Regions from separate parts of the Hordeum vulgare genome. Here region 1 is linked to region 2. Evidence: chromatin contacts called from public Hi-C data. All regions are on one chromosome and are shown on one strand. Each heading gives the region's core, a stretch centred on a gene start, on an enhancer-like site or on the middle of the called end of the contact. The rest is flanking DNA. Distances are from core to core; before and after follow the strand shown.

Region 1 (4,621 bases), core at 1,526-4,025, 220 kb after region 2:
TCCGGCTACCCCGTCACTGCTAAACATGCCATCGGACTACCAAAATTTGGTATGTTTGGCTAAAGTGGAGATCATCCACGGCTGCCATTGTCCTTCTTGACGCCATTGCCGTCCTTATCACGGAAGTAGCGGTCGAATGCGCAGTACAGATCGAGTCGGATCTGCTCGTCGACGGAACTGTCCTCGCCACCGCTCACCTCCTTCTCCTCCTTCGGTGGCAGTCCGGCCATTTTACGGACCGTCCGATTCTGCTCGTGGGCGAGGGCACGTGTGTTCCGTGCTACCGTTTCTTCAAAATGCGGGCGCAGATGGCTTCCTCCTCTGCGACCGTCCGTGTCACCCAGCCACCTCCGCCTCCACCATTTCCTCCATGAGATAGGCCTCGACAATCCTTATCCTCTCCTTCCCATGGTGGGCAGCCTGTTCCCGATTGGACTCGAAGTCCGTGGGTCCAGTCGATGGATCCGCTCGCCTGGACATGGATGATCCCGCCCGAGAGGAACCGAGCGCCCTTTGAACAGACGCTATGGAGTCACGGCGGAGCGGACAGATCCTCCCGTTGGCCGGACACTACCCTCGCGCGAGCGGCGGAGTGCAATGTGTATCGCCATTCCACTTGACATGGGACGAACCCTCAGTCGATGGATCCGGACTGGTTGGAGTCGAATTCGCTGGAGGCCATGCAGGAGAAGGACTGAGATCGTCGGAGGTGAGCTTGGATGGCGGATGGGAGTGGGGGAAGTGAAGTGAAGTGGCTAAAGTTTGGTCCGGCCAATGAATGAGGACGCATATATGTGGGGTCGATGAGGGCCAGTGTGGGCTAGGCAGGGGTGTCCGGGCGTGCCCGCGCTCCCCCATATTTGGGCTGAAAAGGAGGGTGCCGGTCAGCCCGGGCGTTTGAGGCCGGTTTGATAGACCCGTTTAGGTCAAAAAAAAATTAACCGAATAGTGACCGGGCAGCTTGCCCAGGAGTTTGAAGAGGATTTGAGGGTTTCGGCTGTTGATGCTCTTACGGTGCGGAACAGGAACTGTCCAGGTTTTATGTTTGCGGTTGAATAGCCTCCGCCCCTGTCACTATTTGTGGACAAGTCCGGACATGTGTGTGGACATTGGTGATGTTCGGGTTTTTTAAGAATAAATAACCTTTGCGGTTATTAAAGGATAATCCCCGCGCGGTTACACACTTCCGGCAACCATCGCGACGGTTCTTGAAACGGCATCTTCCTGAACGATTGCATCCCTCGAAGGCTACTATTCTTGTTGTATATAAATGTTCATTCATCATCAATAAAAAATAGTTCGGTCATTTTGTTTCATTCCATCTCAACAGTCTAAGTGGGAGTTGCTGTGACTAGACACCCATGACCAATCTTCAACCTAGGAGTATTTGACTGAAATTTAGTATGGGCATGTGCAGGTTAGTGCCCTCCAACATGGCGACACGCGCGGACGCGATAACTTTGTGGACGCAAAATCGTCACGTTGTAAACGACCAGAAGAATATATTCACGGCTGCTCCCGTACCCTAGGGACCGGCGGTCGCGCTGCCCGTGTCCGTGTGGCCCCGCCGACCAAAAACAACCCTCTCCCGGCCCCCGGCGACGAGCCGAGCGCGTGGGTGGCGGTAGGTCGCGACCCGCGCTGGTTGGTGGCGGTGCCACGCCAGGCGCCCGGCGCGGCCGCACGCCCGACGTCCGTCGTCACTGCGCTCGCCAGGCGGCCGGCATCGCACCGTCCACCGACGCTGCTGCAGTGTCCATGCAATCCGGAGCTGATGGCCGTTGACAAAAACGCACGGCTCGCGCGCCGCGTGGCGCCGACGACGGCGACGAGAGAGTGCCGCCAAGAAACGCCTTTTTTCCATTTCAAGCTCAGCCGGCGGCGCCACATTTATTCGGCCCGCGCCGCGTGACGCCACGGCCACGGTGTCCTGTCACCGGTGTGCCTCGCCATCTTTGGCAACGCGATCGGCTAGCAATCCTTTCCTTGTTCCGTGAACCGGTCGTCGTGCGAGGCCGAACTTGTGCCGGTCACCGCCCACGACTTTCGCCGCCATGACAAAGTCCTTGTTTAATTACCGTTCAGCGCGGATGGTCTGAACGGTGAGCTCTACGAAGAAGAAGAAGAAGAAGAAAGTCCTTGTTTACTTCACTCCGTCGTCTCCTATGCCCCCCCTGCGCAGGCCGGCGACAATTATACAAGCTTCCTGCCAGGTGCTTGGCGCCCAAATCTAATCCGTCGCCGCCACGACCACGAGCAATAGTTAACTACCCCCGGTGTGGTGCGAACATCACAGCAGAGGTCTGGAACCTGCTCCGAAAGTGACGGCCCGGCGAGCGCGCGCGCGCGCTCGCAGTGCGCATGGCCGGGGTGGGGGCCAGATTTAATCCGTTTTCCTTCCTTTTTCCTGATGATGGTCCGCTCCAGCTCGCGCACCGCGCGCGCGCGCGAGACAGCGACCGTGACCGTGGTGACCAGCCCCAACCCCAACCCGCGGAAAAGGCGAGAGCGGCGGTGCACCACACGCGGCTCCACGGGGGACGTCGAGAAGGGCCACCCGGGGCACGACCGTGACGACGCGGTGGCAGCGTGACTGGCGTCGGCGACACGGTCGCCTCGCCTCCCCGCGGACGACCTGGCCGTGCCACTCGATCGCTCGCCAAGGCCAACGCCCAACCCCGCGGCCACCGGCCGTCCCCGTCATTGAAGCGGTCAGCCGAGCCGCGCACACCACCCGGCCTCCTTCCTCCTCCCACCAGCGCATATAAATATTTCTCCGGAGCGCGCGCATCGTTTTACATGAGCTCAGCTTCTCCGTCTCCATTCCGATCATCGCCATTAGATCTTCTAAAAAAAATCCATCGCCATTATTCTATTGCTCTTGCTCGCTCGCCCAACAGGGACGCGTCTCTCTGACTCCTCGCCTCCATCACACGTGCTACTACAAGAGGCAGGGCCGCATCGGGCTGTCCGGTCTCCACTCCCGACAGTTCACCCGCGACGACCAGCGAGAGAGAGCCCATACATATATTGCTAGCTTCCAAGGAAGGATTGGATTTGGAGGAGAGGCGGCTCGATTCAGAGGACCAAGAAGAGTTAGGAAGAAGAAGAAGCTGCAAGAGCACGCAAAGGGGGACGTCTCCTTCTCGTCTCGAGTGGACGCCGTGGGGAAAGCGGGAGATTTTGAGGTGAGTGGGTGCGCTTTCTGCTAGCCGTGCTCGAGTGCCTCCTCTTCTTCCTCCTTTCCGGAAACAACAAATTAGATGAAGAAATTGGTACCAAAGTGCTGACGATTTTATGCTTTTCACCTGTCAACGCAGGCGGCGACTTTGATTGATCGATCGACGGCGCCGGGATACGATCACACGGCACGACTGCGCCGCGAGTGATGCTCTGCGGCCTTGTCGATTCATGGCGATCTCGGACACCAGCGCCAGCGGCGGGGCCGGGGCTCGCCACGTGAGGTGCCCCAGGTGCCGCAGCGTCCTCCAGGAGCCCGCCGGCGTCCCGGTGTACCAATGCGGCGGGTGCGGCGCCAGCCTCCGAGGTAAATTCCAGCTCCGCTCCGGTGATCGGAGTGATCTTCGCGTTTCATGTCGCTTATCTTGTCGCGGGTTACTGATTGGATTTCATTTTGTGGTTGCGCAGCGAAACTCCGCAGCGGCGACACGCGGGACGCGTCCGTCTCCGTCAGTGCCGCTCCGTCTACGGAGAGCGTCCTGCCGTCTCCTCGCCGGAGCCAGGCTCAGGGCGGCTCCGGGGACGTGGCGAGCACCAGTGGCACGACTCCTGACGCTCCGAGCACCAGCTACCGAGGCGCCGGCACGACAATACGACGCGGGGCAGGTGATCTCTCGCCACCGGCGAGGACGCATCCCTCGTCGCCGGTCGTCGAGAAGAAGGGGCGTGATCAACACCGGAGCGCCGATGAGGCCGAAGCTGCTGGCAGCTCTCAGCCTCGCGTGAGAAGCTGTGCGGTCAGTGCTTCCCACGCCAGAGCTGCCCCGTCTTCGGCGAGTGACATACCGTCCCCTCGCCGGACCAAGGCTCAGAGCAGCCACCTGGCCCCCGAGGATGTCGCGAGCACCAGCGCCCCCGCCCCGACTCCTGATGTTCGAACCACCAGCCCCCGGGGCGCCGACGCGACAAGCCGACGCGAGACCGGCAGGGAGACGAGCGGCGATCAAACGCCAGCGAGGAAGCGTCACTCTTCGGTGCAATCGCCGCCGGTCGTCGAGAAGAAGGGGCATGATCACCACCGGAGTGCCAATCAGGAGGACTTCGGACCTCGCAGGGGGAGGGGCGCGGTTAGTGCTCCCAACGCCGGTGCAAACTTCGCCGAGATGCGAGTTTCAGAGAGGGGACGTGAAGCCGAGCCTGAAACTGATGCCGCGAGGAAGAAAAGTCCAAGTCCAAGCAAAGCGGCTGTCGGAGAAGCTGCACCAATGCCTGATCGTTTCGCGGATTCCCGGTCTGCACCGGCCGTGGTGAGCTGGGGACGGCGAGACGACGCCGTGGCGGAGCCGGTGCCGGCAGTTGCCGAGGGGAAGTCGCCGAGCCCTCCTCCTCGCCACGCGCAAAAGATGAGTCCCCTCCACGAGAAGATCCTGAAGACGGTGGA
Region 2 (4,601 bases), core at 1,188-3,687:
GGTGGGCTACAGCAGATATAATCTCAGCCGTATAGATTCGTGCAAGTTCCTCCCTGTTATATCAAAGGGTTTAGTTTAAAGGCATGTGCTGCTATCTTTTGGCAAACAAAATTACTAACAAGTGAAACAGCACCTAAATAATCCTTGCTTGTAGAGCTGAAAGAAGAGATGCCCCCCGTTTACGAAGTCCAGGACAAGGTAAAGTCGATATTTGGTCTGGACAAGCAAAACACTGTTTGAATATTTGTACCAATATATGAATGCCAGCATAGAGATGATAATATGTATACAAATGGCCTACCTGAAATGAGTACCTCAGCTGCACTACAAAAGGATGGTCAACTTTTGTCAGTATGTCTCTTTCAGCTTTCATGTACTCAGAATGGTTTTTCTCTAGTATCTTATCCTTCCTCATAACTTTCATTGCATATATCTCTGAAGTACCCTTCTTTCTCACCTGAAAGACTTTGCCAAATGCCCCTTGGCCTACAAGCTTCAAGATTTCAAAGTCATCAAGCCCAACACCCTCATCCTCAGTCACGGCATCACCAAACTCTTCATCGCTGAACTCCTCTAGGTTAAGTTCCTTTTCTTCTGTAGTGTGGTCTGCAAGTTCTGATGATCCATCTGCCCTGTCTAGAGTGAGCTTGCCAAGTCCCAAAGAGCAGCTAACAAGTGATGATGGACCAACAAGAGAATGTGACCGCTTGAAGATGACCGCAGGATCATTATAAACCTCCTCAGTGGACTCAACGGGAGCTGCAGGGCTGTCTGGATCAACAACACAAAGCTCTGTTGCCGTCTCGACTGGACTGGAACCAAAAACATCAGAGAAATCATATTCAGCATTTTCAGAGGAGACAACACCCAGGGGATCCATGGGGAAAATTATCTTTGTAGTAAGGAGCTTTGGTCCTTGTGCAAGCTTTACTGCCAGAGAGGACGTCTGAGAAGAAACCATCTATCAAAGGCCAATGCAGCCAGGGATGGCAGCTCCAGGGCAAGTCTCCAACTTACTGAAACTAATGACTCCTGCTACATTGCATTCTCAAGTAGGCTAGCTTCACAACCTCCAAGGATGTAAAATGATATGCCACTGTGAACAAAGGCCGTGAGCAAGTTGAAGTTTCCGCTAGGAATTGCCCAAGTATCCTGCGAAAAGGCAGATCAAAACGATACTGCTATTTCCTGCTGAATATGACTTGCTTGATGCCAATGTTCTTCCTGGACTCGTGAAGCAGAAATCTAAAATGTACACAGAACATATATATTGTTAGTCTCATCTATCAAAAAGGAGCACCAAAATTTTCAGGAGAAGTATTAGATAGGGATACCCTGTGCAAACAATCAATGTTTTTTTGTAGGGGAAGCTACAAGAACATGTGCAAACGGTTATTCTAGTCAGTTCTAAGAATATTTATCTCGCTAGGATTTTAACCTTCTCTGACGCCAGAAATAGTCATGTTGCAGGAAAATTGTTTCTGGACATCAATCGACAAAACAAAATGACAATCAAGTGACCACTCGGACGACCTCAGTTTGCATCCCCGACCACCAGTGACTCTCACTGACAAAACTACATGGCAGTTTGCAACACAGCAGCCAACAAGGAAACAGCCAGCAGGTGACTCTGCTGCTTCATCAGTCATCACTTGCAGATATCTAAGGTGCATCACTGCATCGTCAGCAGCAGTACGCGCATCTTGCACGCCCTGAAACATCCTGAGCACTGTGCTTGGTGTACTAAACTCGTAGCACAAGAAGGAACCCGAAGCTGTGCAATGTAGCAAGGAGAAAAGATTTCTCCAAAGTTACTTCTAGCGGATCCTTAAAACACAAAGGCATACTACGTGCTTTCTATAAGCAGGACAGTGTGCCTTTAGTCCAAAAAGATTGTACTTCCAAATTCTAGCATCCTAGCCACGCTATGTTCAACACCTTGAATCAGCATACCATGGACATTCTTTTACTGAATAACCAATCAACGAGCAGCGGATTCCCGATACAGATCGAACTCCACCCCACTGACACGGAGAGACCAAAACACACGCTCCTCTTTCCCCCGCTGGAGCTGGACCACATCGAGGCCGTTGCAAAGAAGCAATCGCCGCCGGAGATCACGAGATCCGCAGTGGGAAGCGAGACAGGTCGAGGAACCGAAGCGCGGGGCTCTCAAATCTATCCGTTCTCTCGCTTCCCGCGAGCGCTGCGTCCGCCGGTGAATCGCAATTCAGATACGAGGCGTGGGGTTGAGGCTGGGGGAGCTCACCTTGCGTGATTTGCGGGTTACGCCGAGGTGCGAGCCGTGCCGGCGACCTCCGGGCGCGGCGGGGGGGCGAGGAGCGCGGTTGGTGGAGCGAAGTGTGCGGGTCTGGACTCTGGAGGAGGGGAAAGGCGAGAGGGGAGGGAGGGACAGCGCGGGCGCCGCGTCCGGTCAACTAACTGCGCGGGCTGCGGGCCTGGGTGAGGCCCACTTCCAGTGGGTGGTTCGTTATGGCCAGATACCAGATTAGCCGCGCCGCCGGGTGGGTCCCACGTATAAGGGGGAAACAGGATTTCTGGCGAATTGGATATGCGTGAGTTGTCACTGCCAACATGGGTAAAGCTACATTTTAGAAAAAAGAAAATAAAAACATGGGTAAAGCTAAAGCATATCCATTGCGCATAAGAAGAAACATATACATTGTCCCGAATTCCAACCCGAGATGAGTGAACAAGGAGTGAGCGTCCTCCCTGCAACCGCACACGACTGTCATTGTCTTCACAGGTTGCCTCTCCGACTTACACTCACCCTCGAGGCCTGCCAAAACAATGGCATCCTCAGGTACTCCGCAATTAGACATGACAACCAACACAACAAAAAAAATATGTGACTCCCGTTTAAAGTAATTTTATTTTCAAGAACTATGTGAAAAGCATAGAACACAAAAATATTAATGTAAAGTCTAATTAGGACTCCGGTTGGATGAATGTTCCCTTCTTTATCCCTAATCTTCAAGTCCACTAGGGACCTGATAACATGTATAATATTGATATAAATATTAGCATAATACGACACTTGTTTAAACAAAAGATAAGAATAAAAGATTGGAGGGGACGAGAAGTTAGACGAATTAGGAACTTCAAGGCTCAAAGTTTTTTTTTAAGAGCATCGATGCTCAAAGGTATACGTAAATAATGATTGGGCCTTTGCTATCTTTAACTCACTAACTGGCCTATTTTATATGCGAATCGGTATCCCCATCAACTGAATTTATTTGGAGTCCCCTATTCCGTTAGGTTTTTGTAGTCCTCTGGCGCCCGCCGCCGCCGCGAGTTCGGTTTTCTTCTTCCGAGTGCCATTGCGATCGGGAGATTGTATCTTTGCCTGGGGTTTCTCGTGTTGCTGATCCATGGCGACGTCCTCGAGCACTGGAGGCCCCCATGGTAACATGAGGATAGATCCTAGTAAACTTCTGGAGCGCTTGCATCAGGAGAAAGATGAGTTGGACAATTTGGTGTGGGAAGAGGAAGTAGATGATCCAGGAGATCTTCCGAAGTGGCTCGCCCTTGCATGTGTATTGACGGAGAAAAGTTTTAGCCAAGGTGCCCTAATTGGCGATATGAGGGGAGCCTGGAGCCTGGCACGGGACGTGGTCTGGAGGAAGATAAACCCTAATTTATTTTCGATACAATTCAACTGTCTAGCTGATTGGAACAAAGCAATCCACAAAGGCCCTTGGAATTTCTGAGGATCAACGCTGATCATTTAGGAGTATGATGGGTTCTCCAACCCAGAAAGCATCAAGCTAGATCGGATTGAGACTTGGACGTAGATCCACAAATTACCCGATGGAGTGCTGAAGAACGAAGGGTTCATGCAGAATATGGCAAGAAGAATCGGTGAGGTACAGGAAGTTCAAATTAAGCTTCCTAGTGGTTTCATGGGACAGTTTATTAGGGTTCGAGTGAAGTTGGACGTTAACAAGAAGCTTACTCGCTTTGTGATCTTTTCAAGAGGGGGCAAGACATAATTTTTCCAAGTACAATATGAAAAGCTTCCAACCTTCTCCAACACCTGTGGGAAATTGGGACACTGGCATGAGGAGTGCGGCATAGGAGAACATGATATATCCAAGTTTGAGTGGGGTCCTTTCATCCTTGTCCCGAGGAGAGGAAGGGGGAATGACATATTTTCGGGTACTGGACGCGGTTCTGATGGCTGAGATGATGAAAATAATGCACATGCTCGTGGAAGGGGTCGTGATCAGATGAGGGGGAGAGATTTTGCGGGTAGAAATCAGTGGAACCACCAATATACAAACCCGGGGTTTGAAAATATGGATCATGATGGTAACTCGAATAGTCTGTCCAACTCCGAAGATTCGGCTCGATTTGACAACCAGGACTTACTGCTAGATAGGGAAAACGGCAGCAGGAAGAGACTGAACTTCAATGATGACTCGAATAAGGCACGAGTGGAGGTCAAAACCTTGGCAGTGGTGCAGGCCTCTAAGGGTGGAGCAACGGTAGATATGGTGGATGGTGGAAGAGAGAAGGAGGATCTTCTAGAAGGATTGTTGGAGAAGGATACATGCATTGGTGATGGATCAAATATTATG

Evidence for each region. Hi-C and Micro-C count contacts between places; a contact is called where the count stands out from the background.
Region 1: a Hi-C map of seedling shows a contact between it and region 2, with 2.0 times the contacts expected there. The contact joins the promoter of LOC123424703 here to the promoter of LOC123424702 in region 2. A contact is called at or near these places in 1 of 6 Hi-C or Micro-C datasets (seedling) and 1 of 1 datasets of contacts at active chromatin or transcription factors (embryo).

Annotation. Positions count from the first base shown.
Region 1 is chr2H:38,822,727-38,827,347 of MorexV3_pseudomolecules_assembly, forward strand. It overlaps LOC123424703 (serine/arginine repetitive matrix protein 2-like), which reads left to right and starts at 2,776. Exons shown (of 3, transcript XM_045108371.1): 1 at 2,776-3,188; 2 at 3,321-3,547; 3 at 3,649-4,621. The coding sequence starts at 3,412.
Region 2 is chr2H:38,606,481-38,611,081 of MorexV3_pseudomolecules_assembly, forward strand. LOC123424702 (serine/threonine-protein kinase AtPK2/AtPK19-like) reads right to left here and starts at 2,438. Exons shown (of 7, transcript XM_045108370.1): 1 at 2,270-2,438; 2 at 302-1,245; 3 at 134-216; 4 at 1-53. The coding sequence starts at 961.